2 separate regions of the Rattus norvegicus genome follow, and region 2 is linked to region 1. The links are chromatin contacts, called in public Hi-C maps. All regions are on one chromosome and are shown on one strand. The core of a region is the stretch at or near the end of the contact, and the rest is flanking DNA. Distances in the headings are between cores, read along the strand shown.

Region 1 (5,713 bases), core at 1,495-3,994:
AGAAATAAGAAACCAGCAAGAGTGCACATAAAGTCACTCTCAGCAAAGCTAGTCAGCCTTATTTCAATCTCCAGAACCAAGATGGCCCAGGAAGAGAACCGATGTCCTCCACATGCTGTGGGACTTGGACGTATGGCGCGCGCACACTCACAAAATGAATAGATAATCATGTCCTGGAGCGATGGCTCAGAGGCGGAAAGCACTGGCTGCTGTTTCGGAGGACTTAGGTTCAATTCCTTCCCTGCACCTACACGGAAGCTCACAACTGCCCGTGACTCCAGTTCCACAGACTGAGGTCCTCACACAGACACACATGCAGGCAAACCACCAATGCACATAAAAATAAATAAATAAATATAAGTAGTCACGCCAGGCGGGGTGGCAATCCCAGGTATCTTGGGGGTGGAGACAGGAGGTTCAGAAATATATAACAAGTACAAGGCCAGTCTAGGCTAAATGAGACACTTTCGATAAGTTTAAAAGACAAAAATAATAGCTAGAGAGATGACTCAGTGGTTAAGAGTGTTTGCTGCGGGGGCTGGGGATTTAGCTCAGCGGTAGAGCGCTTGCCTAGCGAGCACAAGGCCCTGGGTTCAGTCCCCAGCTCCGAAAAAAAGAAAAAAGAAGAAAAGAAAAAAGAAAAAAAAAAAAAAAAAAGAGTGTTTGCTGCTACAGAACACCCAGGTTGGACTTCTAGCATCCACACGGTGAGTCACAACCTCCTGGAACTCTTAACTCCAAGGGATCCAATGCCCTCTTCTGGCCTCTTCATGTCTGCCCGCATACATTGTCCCATATAGACACACAGACAAAGAAAGCGCTCACACACTTAAAGAGAACCTTAAACAGACAAAAACCAACCAACCAACAGCTAACCCAAAACCACGAAAGGAGCCAGCAAGACGGGTCAATGGATCAAAGTGCTTGCTGATAGGCCTGACCACCTGGGTTTGATCCCTGGGACCCACACGGTAGAACGGTAGAATACTAGAGGTCTTCCCCCCAGTAAAGAAGTGTGAAAAGAAAGGCTTAACTGAGAAAAGATAACAGCAGAACTTTTGTATGACCTGGCTCCTCCTGTCCACTCCACAGAGCAGAGGGAACCAGCGTAAGCTGTGGTTTCTGGCTCGCCAGCCCTGGTGCACACTTGACAACCATCTGCAGGGGCTGGCAGGTGGGCAGCGATGGACCCAGGTGCACCCCTTTATTATACCAAATGAGGAGACTATCTTCAGGGAGTCTGTGGTGACAGGCCAGATGTGCTATTGCTCCAGGTGGCCTACTCCCCTCCCTCTCTAGCAGCAGTCGGTGGTCTGGGACTATGACCGGGAAGCCTGGGTCTTAGGGAAAATAACTCTTGGTCACTTCATTAAAATACTGTTCCCTTGAGGCAGGAGAGAGCCCAGTGCTTGAGAGCACAAATTTAAAACATCTATGCCTATTTAGAATCTAGTTATTCATAGACAGGGTCTCGTGTAGCCCAGGCTAGCCTAATACTCACTATGTTGCAAAGGATGACCTTGAATTCCAATTATTCAGCCCCTAGCTCTCCAGTTCCAAGATCATAGGCATGTATCGCTAGGCCCAGACCACGAGGGGCTGGGGATGGAAATGTGGGTCTCCATTTGACAGTAAGCACCCTATCAACTGGATCAATCTCCTGATGGCCTGGAACTCATGATCTGTCTAGCTCAACCTTCTGACCACTAAGTTCTGCTTTTTAAATAAACAGTCAATGTTGAAAGCCAAAAGGACGTTTTTCTAGCTCTGCGTACGGATGTAGATTAACCATGATCTGACCATCAGTTTCCTTTGCTCTTTTTTTTTTTCATTGTTTTCTTTCCTTTCTCTCTCTCCAGTTTCACACAGTCCTTGCCAGACTGGAACTCCTGATCCTCGAACTCAAGAGATCCACCATCTCCAGCCTCCTGAATGCTTTATGTTTTAAGTATATATCCATACACGTTTATTATTTGTGGAGATCAGAGAACAACTTTGGGAATCAGTTCTCTCCTTCCAAAATGTAGAATCCAGGGACTAAACTCAGTTTTTCAAGTACTCTAATCGCTGGTCTCAAACTCACTATGCCGCTAATGATGACCTAACAGGTGCCTGGTGGCTCACACCTGCCATTCCAGCACTTGGGAAGCTGAGGCAGGAAGACTGCAGAAGGTTCAAAGCCAGCTTGGGCTGCACAGTGAAACCCAGGGCTGTGAATGGGCCTCAGTCGGTAGAGTGCTAGCTTAGCACGCACGAGGCTCTGTGTTCCATCCCCGGCACTGCTTTACGGAAATAATGCATGCCTGTCGCCCCAGGATCAACGTTTAAAGTCGTCCTTTGCTATGTAGTGAGTTCAAGTCCAGCCTGGGTTACATAAGGCACGGTCTCAAAAAAAAAAAATAAAGAAAAACAAAAACCTAGCAGATTTTCCAAGAAGAAAAAGGAAAATCTGCGTTCCTGGGGACCTGAACCTTCTGGGGTGGTTCTGGGGGACTTCTGCACCTTCGGTGTGCCCCCCTAGACCCAGGCCGAAGCCGGGTTCCTGGAGTTACTGAGCCCGCCCTCACTTGCCATCCCTCTACGCGAGCGTTACTATGGCTGCAGGCTCACCACGGCAGCTCGTAGTGGCCGGTGGTCTTGCTGGGGACAGGCGAGGGCTCCTGCGTCCCACTCTCAGCCGAGCCACTGCCGCTCTCCTGAACCTCCATTCCGGTGCCTGCTCTTCCCGCCACCCGAAGCTCCGCCCCATGACGCTTCCACGGAAGTCTGGACCCAGGTTTCCGGGCAACGCTGAGAGCAAGCGGAAGTGCGTGTTTGGGGAGGCGGTCTCTTCCTGCGCTTGCGCAGAGAGCACAGCGTAGCCATCCCCTGGCCGCTAGAGGTCGCGGTGGCCACAGAGCTCGCGTTTGAGAGGCGGGGGAAGAGAGACATTTTATTGTATCTTATTTAATTGTACTCTATTTCATTTCGTTTTGTTTTCTTTTTACTTCCTTAGGTTTTGTTTCGTTTTGTTTTTTGTTTTTTGTTTTTTTGTTTTTTTGTTTTTTTTAGAAACAGTGTTTCTCTATGTAGCCCTTGGTTGCCCTGGAATTTGTAGACCAGGTCTGGAGAGAGGCTCCCTGGTTGAGAGCCCATACCGTTCCTGTCCAGAACCTGAGTTTGGTTTGCAGCACCCACATCAAGCCTCTCACAGACCTTTGTAATTCTAGCTCCAGCGGATCCAACACCCTCTTCTGGACTCTGAGAACATCTGCACTCACGTGCCCATACCAACACAGATACACATGAATACACATAATTAAATTACTTGTTTTTTTGAGACGGGGTTTCCTGTGTAGCCCTGCCTGTCCTGGAACTCACTCTGTAGACGAGGCTGGTCTCGAGCTCAGACATCTGCCTGCCTCTGCCTCTTGTGTGCTGGGATCGAAGGTGTGCATCACCACTGTCTGACTAAAATAAGTATTTTTTTTTTAAAGAGATTACTTTCTAGGTCCAGGCTTGTCTTTAATTCCAGCACTTGGGAGCAGAGGCACGTGGATCTTTGTAAGTTCAAGGCCAGCCAGAACTACATAGTGAGAGCTTCTCACAAAAATCCAAAAAATAAAATAAAATAAAATATCAACAACAAAACTAATGATACTTTCTGGCCAGGCAGAGTGGTACATACCTGTCATTCTTACATTAACAAAACAGGCAGGAGGAGAGTGAGTTCTAGGCCAGGCTGGGCCTACATAGGGGAGACTCTGTCTCAACAAGACAACAAAAAAGCTGACCTGACAATACCTTGTAGCGTCAGCGCTTGGGAGACGGAGGCAGACCTAAGGTATGTGATTCTGCCTCAAATAATAGGGCCTGTGTCAGAAGCCCTGGGTTCCACCACCAGTATCAACAAGAAAAAAAAAAAAAAAAAAAAAAAGATGTTTTCTCCCAAGGTGGCATTTTCAAGGTGTAAGGCTGGTGATTTCCAAGCAGGTTTGCCCCATGGTTAGCAACCTCAGCAAACTGCTTATTTCCATAGTCTGCCTGCCTAGATACATTCCACCAAGTGCCTCTCATAAGCACAGAGGTTTGCGTTTGAACTCTTTAGTTAAACATTAGCTTAGCAGTTTTGAATCTCCTGTCTTGCTTTTTGTTATTGTAGCGGAGACAATGTCTCTCCCTGGCTGACCTGGATGTGTAGACCAGGCTGGATTTGAACTGGCAGAGATCCCCCTGCTCCTGTCCTTGGAATGCTGAGATCAAAGGCTGCGCCACCACTTCCGGCCACGCTTGGCCTTCTTGCTTCCTCTTTAGTAATAAGAAAACAAGGACGGCACTTTCACAGACGGGCAGAGAGGACACATTTTATGTCCCTGGATGTGGGGTGACCTTTAAGACCTTGGCTGTGGGTGGTCTGTCAGTCCCTGTACCGCACAGGCCTATCATTGAGCTGTGGTCTGTCTTTACTTTTGTTTTTGGTCTGTTGACATTTCCTCAGTGAGCATGTCCCTGCTGACACCACTGGGACCACTTCATCCGCAGAACAACAAGGGACCAGTTGCACCCAACTTGGACAAGATATGTCTCATGAATCCCTCTGCAAATGATTGATGAGAGACAAATATGCTCTCTCTCTCGCTCTCTCGCTCTCTCTCTCTGTGTGTGTGTGTGTGTGTGTGTGTGTGTGTGTGTGTGTGTGTGTGTGTTTTCTTCCTTGTTTCAAGACAGAATCTCACTCTGTAGCCCTGATTGTCCTGGAACTCATTATGCAGACCAGGCTGGTCTCAAACTCACAGATATCCACCTGCTTCTGCTTCCCAAATGCTGGGACTAAAAGCATTGCAACACTCTGGTCTTGAACTTCTGAACCCCCTGCCTCTACCTCTGGAATGCTGGGATTGCAGACACGCATCACCACGCCCAGTTTATGCATTGCAGGGGTTGGAACCCAGGACTTCGAGCATCCTAGGCAAGCATCCTCAGACTGGTTTTAGTTTTTGATCTCTAGACTGAGAGGCCAGTGCAGCCTGACCTCAGCTTCAGACTTGTCCTGCCTATAGCAGGCATCAGTACTTGGAGTGTTTGTATTTAATTTCTTTTTTTGTAGGACCTACCTAACTACTGACTCCCCAACCCCTTCTCAGCAAAGCTCAGTGGTTTCTGGAGAAGACCCTGTCTGTTTCTCTTCCTTCCTTCCTTCCTTCCTTCCTTCCTTCCTTCCTTCTTTCCTTCTTTTCTTCCTAAGAGGTTTCTATTTCCTATTTTATGTATATGGATGTTTTGTCTGCATGCATCTAAGTATACTACGAATGTCAGGTGTCTGTGGAGTCCAGAAAAGGGCATTAGCGCCCTGAGATTGGAGTGACGGACAATTGTAGGCTGGCATATAGATGTTACGAACCAGACCTGCTCCCTTGGAAGAGCAGCCAGTGCGCTTAACCGCTGAGCCATCCCTCCAGCCCGACCTTGTCAGGTTCTAATGATGCTTTAGAAATTTGTACTTGGGCTGGAGAGATGGCTCAGTGGCACAAGCATACATGGCATATACACATATAGCGCACACGCTCACACACACACACACACGCACACACACACTAAATAAAATGAAAATAAATGCTTACACACATGACATAGATATGTGTACTACAATGTTTGTTTAAATGGTTCAGGGGAACAGGAAATAAGTACCCATCAGTAGTAGAATAGGAAGATTGATGATTGATGTCTTTAGTTG
Region 2 (5,713 bases), core at 1,670-4,169, 81 kb after region 1:
GGGAGGGAAGTTGAAATTTAGAGTCTGGCTCATTGTGGCCAAGTGATGCTCTTAGGGAAGGGGGTCTCAGTCCTCTGGGATTACTTCCAAGTTCATGGCTCCTTGAATGCAGGTGTCTCTGTGACCTTCCCTGTGCCTCCCTCCTGTGCACTGCCATGAAGAAGCCTTCTGGGAGTGGTCTGCCCCATACTTGGGTGGACACTGCTTCCTTGACAGGAAGGCAGACCCAGAGTACTCTAGGCCAGAGACTCCTAAGGTGGCAACAGAGCCAACCTGGAGGACCTGAGGCTCAGGAAATGGGGCTTTATATGTTGGGATATCCCCAAAGGTGGGGATGATGTCGGCCTCAGAGTCTGACCATAGGTGTGTTAGGGAGGCCCTGAGAAACTCATTTGGGAGAACGGTCCAGTCAGTTCTAGGGTGTGGTTCTATGTCCTGTATGCCAGGCCCAGCTGGCCTCTCCACACCTTTTGTACGTGTAACCCATACATGTGTCCAAATGGCTAGCCAGCCTACCTCTAGTTCTGCTGGGAGGAATTTAACCAGGCAGCAAGAATTGATTAGGAAAACCACCCTGCAGACAGTTGGAGGCTTGTGGCAAGGGCTCAGCTTGTGGATAGTAGCCGAAGCACTGTGCAGGGCTGTGGGTATCTGGAGACACATGGCTTCATGTGTACGCCGGCCATGACCAGATGATCACAGGCACTGGTGTGCCTGAACGCTGTGTGCAGGAAACTCACTAGATGGTTTAGCACCCACTAGATAGGCCCCTTGATCTACAGCTCCACCTGCAAGTCAGAGAATGGTTATCTGGTTGGGCATGGGAGGCTGAGGCAGGAGGATTGCTGAGATATGCATACACATAACATATTAGCCTCTAGAAAGTCCTCTAAGCTCAAACCTCTCTTGTGCAGTGATGTGTTCTAAGCTACCTAAGCAATGAGGACATTTGGTTCACCCCATCCATCATTTGGGGTACAATAGAGTCCCTGAGAACAGCCAGTAACCACCAGCTAGGGATAGGCACCTCCCCATCATCTGACTGTCCCCCCATCCTGGCTGGCATGTCCCCATCACTGATCCATGGTCACTGACTTGTCTCTCTCCTGCTAGCTGACCACAGTGGCTGAGAAGTCTCGGGTGCTGCAGTTAGAAGAAGAGCTGAGCCTGCGGCGTGGTGAGATCGAAGAGCTACAACACTGCCTCCTCCAGTCAGGTCCACCACCTGCGGACCACCCAGAGGCCGCTGAGACCCTGCGGCTGCGAGAGCGGCTGCTGTCGGCTAGCAAGGAGCACCAGCGGGACAGCACCCTGCTCCAGGACAAGTATGAGCACATGCTAAAGACGTACCAGACAGAAGTGGACAAGCTTCGGGCAGCCAACGAGAAGTACGCTCAGGAAGTGGCAGACCTCAAGGCCAAGGTCCAGCAGGCCACCACCGAGAACATGGGGCTCATGGACAACTGGAAATCCAAGCTGGACTCTCTGGCCTCCGATCACCAGAAATCTTTAGAAGACCTGAAGGCCACGCTGAACTCTGGCCCAGGCGCCCAGCAGAAGGAGATTGGCGAGCTGAAGGCCCTGGTGGAGGGCATCAAAATGGAGCACCAACTGGAGTTAGGGAACCTGCAGGCCAAGCATGACTTAGAGACGGCCATGCATGGGAAGGAGAAAGAGGGCCTGCGGCAGAAGCTGCAAGAGGCCCAGGAGGAGCTGGCCGGGCTGCAGCAGCACTGGAGGGCACAGCTGGAGGAGCAGGCCAGCCAGCACCGGCTGGAGCTACAAGAAGCCCAGGACCAATGTCGTGACGCCCAGCTACGTGTGCAGGAGCTGGAGGGACTGGATGTGGAATACCGCGGCCAGGCTCAGGCCATCGAGTTCCTCAAAGAACAGATCTCGCTGGCTGAAAAGAAGATGCTGGATTACGAGATGTTGCAGAGGGCGGAAGCCCAGAGCAGGCAGGAGGCCGAGCGGCTGCGGGAAAAGCTTCTGGTGGCTGAGAATAGACTGCAGGCTGTCGAGTCCCTGTGCTCAGCCCAGCACAGCCATGTAGGCTGCATTCGCTTCTGTGGGGCCCAGCTGGGGAGGGACAGGGAGGGCGTGGCCTCTGCATGCCAGCTGGGGGAGCTTTTTCCTTGTGCCTGGAGCTGACCAAGGGAGCCCCAGAGGAGGAGCTTCCGTCTCCCTCCATCAGAGCCATGAGGATTCTTGGGACCACTGTAGTCTAAGAGGACCCTGCTTGACCCTTCATACACAGGCTTTGAGAGCCATCGAAGGCACCATTTTGCTAGCCCCTGAACGCTGACTGGCTTAGACTGGAAGGCTGAGACTTGGCAAATGGCAAGTTCGAGGCCAACCTCAGTAGCTTAGTGAGATTCTATTTCAAAGTTAATTTTTTTAAATGAGCTGAGTGTGTGGCTCAGTGCCAGAGCACTAGAATGCCCCCCTAGCAGAGGTCCTCAGTTCCATCCCCAGCGTGACAAAACAGTACACACAGTCTATTGAACAGGTTGCTCCCATTTCCTCTCTGGTACCCAGTACTCAGGTAGCACCCACAAAAAGGACCTGCTCCTCCCAGGTCCTTGTCTCAGACACCTCCCCGGGGACTCAAAGATGTCTCTCTATCTTCCAGAAAGGTCCCAGCCACCATGACCCACTTTGTCCCAAGTCTAGAAGTACCCAGCTATATCGTCCTTGCTCCAGATGAGCATGTCCCATTAGTCCTTGAGGGGGTGTCAAGGAGTATAGAGAGCCCTGTCCATTCTAGCAAGTCCAGCAAGGATGCTTCACCGGCTCCGAGCTCCACATTTCTGAGTCCTGCATTGGTCCATTTCAAGATGTATTGTGTTTAGCCATACACCGTGAGCACCAATGCCCATGGTGGCCAGAGGCTTCGGAAACCATGGAGCCGGCGTTCCGAGTGCCTGTGCGCCACCTGGCTTGTGTGCTGGGAATTACACCCAGGTAATCTGCGAGTGCAGTGCCCACTCTTAACTGCCAGGCTGCGTCTCCAGCCCCCAATAACTCATTTAAAATAGCCTTACAAAGGGTCAGCTAGGACTGTGATAATTAGTCCATGCACGATATCGCTCTGCAGTGTGGTATTCAGGGAATCAATTGTCTGTAGGTCCAAGTCTTGTAAGAAAGGACCTCTTCCTGCCTTGTGCTATAGCATTCTATAGTTGCCTTCCTCTCAGGAGGAAACTCTTTTTTTTCTTTTCTTATTTGTTTGTCTGAGATAGGGTCTTGCATAGCCCAGGCTAGCCTCAAATTCACTCTGTAGCTGAGGATAACCTTAATTTTTTTAAAAGATTTATATATTTATTTTATGTATGTGAGTACACTGTCACTGTCTTCAGACATAACAGAAGAGGGCATCGGATCCCCGTTACAGATGGTTGTGAGCTACCAAGTGGTTGCTGGGAATTGAACTCAGGACCTCTGGGAGAGCAGTCAGTGCTCTTAACCGCTGAGCCATCTCCCCAGCCCCCTAACCCTAAATTCTTGATCCTCTTGTCTTTAACTCTCAGGTGCTAAGATTACAGATTTGTATCACCATATTCCACCTTGCTGATATATGTGTTTGTGTGTGTACATGCTCACATGTGTGCACATGCATGTGTATATGGGGTGCATATGTGTGGAGGTCAGAGGTCAACCTTGGGTACAGTCTATTTGTTTTTGACATGGGGTATCTGAAGTAGGTAGGTTGGCTGGTTGGCCACCCATCACCAAGGATCAGCCAGTATCTGCTTCCCGGTGCTTGGATTACAAGTGTGCACCACTGTGTCCAGCTTTTTAGGTGGGTTCTGGGGCCCAGACTCAAGCAGTAGCAAGGCAAGCCTTTTACCAATTGAGCCGTCTCACCAGCTCCTCCTTTTTTCTTTTTCAATCAACTTCTTCTTCCTTGGCTTCTGAGTTTACTATTAAATAAGCATTGTGAAGAAGGCAGTTAAGGAAGCCCCTAGATGGGCCATCCACGCTCTGTTGTATATATTGAGAGCTTGTTTTATGATTGGAGCGTCAAGGCTGGTGTCCTGCAAAAGATTGCCAAGGCAGATCTCAGAAAAAGAAAAAAAAAAAAAGACACCTCTATTTAATATCTTCTTAACCAAGGGTATAGCCAAGTCAGACCTGGTGACTCAGTACCATAAATTCTAGCTACCAGGAGCTGCAGCAGGAAAATCGCAATCTCCAGGCCTCCTTGAGCTGCAGAATAAGTTGATAACCCATTCTAATAAGTCAATAGGGAATGAGCTACAGGCGTGGCTCAGTGGTAGAGCCCCTGCCTAGAATCCCCCAGTGAGGGGCTGGGGGCGTGGCTCAGTGGTAGAGCCCCCGCCTAGAATCCCCCAGTGAGGGGCTGGGGGCGTGGCTCAGTGGTAGAGCACCTGCCTAGAATCCCCCAGGGAGGGGCTGGGGGCGTGGCTCAGTGGTAGAGCCCCTGCCTAGAATCCACCATGAGGGGCTGGGGGCGTGGCTCGGTGATAGAGCTGGTGCCTAATATGGAAAACGTCCTAAGTTTCATCCTCTGCTCCTTACTTTCCAAATAGCAGTTCAGGGGCAGCAGGAAGCCTGCTGGGTGCTTCCCTTTTTTCACGGAGAGGGATTCAAGTATGTCTGCTCCCCCTGCTGGCACACTGGGTCCCTGCATCCTCCCAAGGTTCCTTTTCACAGGTTGAGGTGTGGCCTGGTGGCAGGCATGTCCTCTTACAGGACTGTCCTTTCAGGTGATCGAGTCCAATGACCTTTCTGAGGAGAAGATTCGGATGAAGGAGACTGTGGAGGGTGAGTAGCCTCGGGGTAGGAGTCCAGACTTTGTGGGAAGCTGGGTACCGCCTTGGAGCTGAGTCACGTGGTCTGCCTCGAGCGTCTCCATGAGAGGTGCTTGCCGTGTGCAGTCACCCCTCCACAGTGGGTGCTTTGCGATCACTGAAAGAACAGGGATCTCAGCTTCTCAAGAACCACCTTCCCACCCACCTTTAATCCCAGCTCCTGCGTGGGTGGCAGAGGCAGGAGATCTGAGTTTGAGGCCAGCCTGGTTTACAGAATGAGTTCAGGACAACCAGGGCTACACAGAGAAACTCTTGTTTCAAACCACTTACCCCCAAAATTAGACATAAACTACCCACACACATGCTTATAATCCCAATACTAGGGAGGCTTAGGCAAGACTGCCCTGAGTTCAAGGCTAGCCTGGGCTACATATTGAGACCCTGTCTCAAAAAATAATCATGTGAGATAGGATTCCCATGAGATCAGGTCTAACTTGGACTTTATATCCAAATTCTATGTCCAGGATATTATAAATTCCCAAGTAGATATAAATTGGGGGCTGAGGGTGTGGCTTGGAACAGGGCTTGCCTGGCGTGCATGAAGCCTTGGGTTCCATCCCCAGCACCACGTACAACTGGGCCTGGTGATAACACGTCTGTGATCCTAGCTCTTGGGAAGGAGAGGCAGGAGGACCAGAAGCTCAGGGCTGAACGGCTTGGGAAGCAACTCAACATGGGATCCTCTTTCTGGTTCTGTGGACACCATCTTTATTTCCTTCCCTCCCACCCCCATCCTTTGATGGAGGAAACCAGAGAGGTGGAGATCCGTGTTCCCTAAACCACACAGTACTGGGTCCTCTGGGTGGGTGACTCAGGAGATGAGACCTAGACCTAGAAGCTGAGTTTGACTGCTTTTAGAATTTCCCCAGGAGGGGTCG

What was found. Hi-C and Micro-C count contacts between places; a contact is called where the count stands out from the background.
Region 2: a contact with region 1 is called in a Hi-C map of kidney, with 8 times the contacts expected there. The contact joins the enhancer-like site here to the promoter of Rfc2 in region 1. A contact is called at or near these places in 12 of 12 Hi-C or Micro-C datasets (the A7r5 cell line, the Rat2 cell line, Schwann cells and 7 more) and 1 of 1 datasets of contacts at active chromatin or transcription factors (oligodendrocytes).

The regions. Positions count from the first base shown.
Region 1 is chr12:27,767,281-27,772,993 of GRCr8, forward strand. Rfc2 (replication factor C subunit 2) reads right to left here and starts at 2,745. Exons shown (of 11, transcript NM_053786.1): 1 at 2,611-2,745. The coding sequence starts at 2,708.
Region 2 is chr12:27,848,147-27,853,859 of GRCr8, forward strand. It overlaps Clip2 (CAP-GLY domain containing linker protein 2), which reads left to right. Exons shown (of 17, transcript NM_021997.2): 10 at 1,114-2,049; 11 at 4,731-4,788. Among named protein-coding and RNA genes, the nearest start is that of Gtf2ird1, 40 kb to the right of the region's middle. Within about 2 kb of position 2,920, at least 18 of the 93 cell types and tissues checked have an H3K27ac peak or open chromatin away from gene starts, as enhancers often do.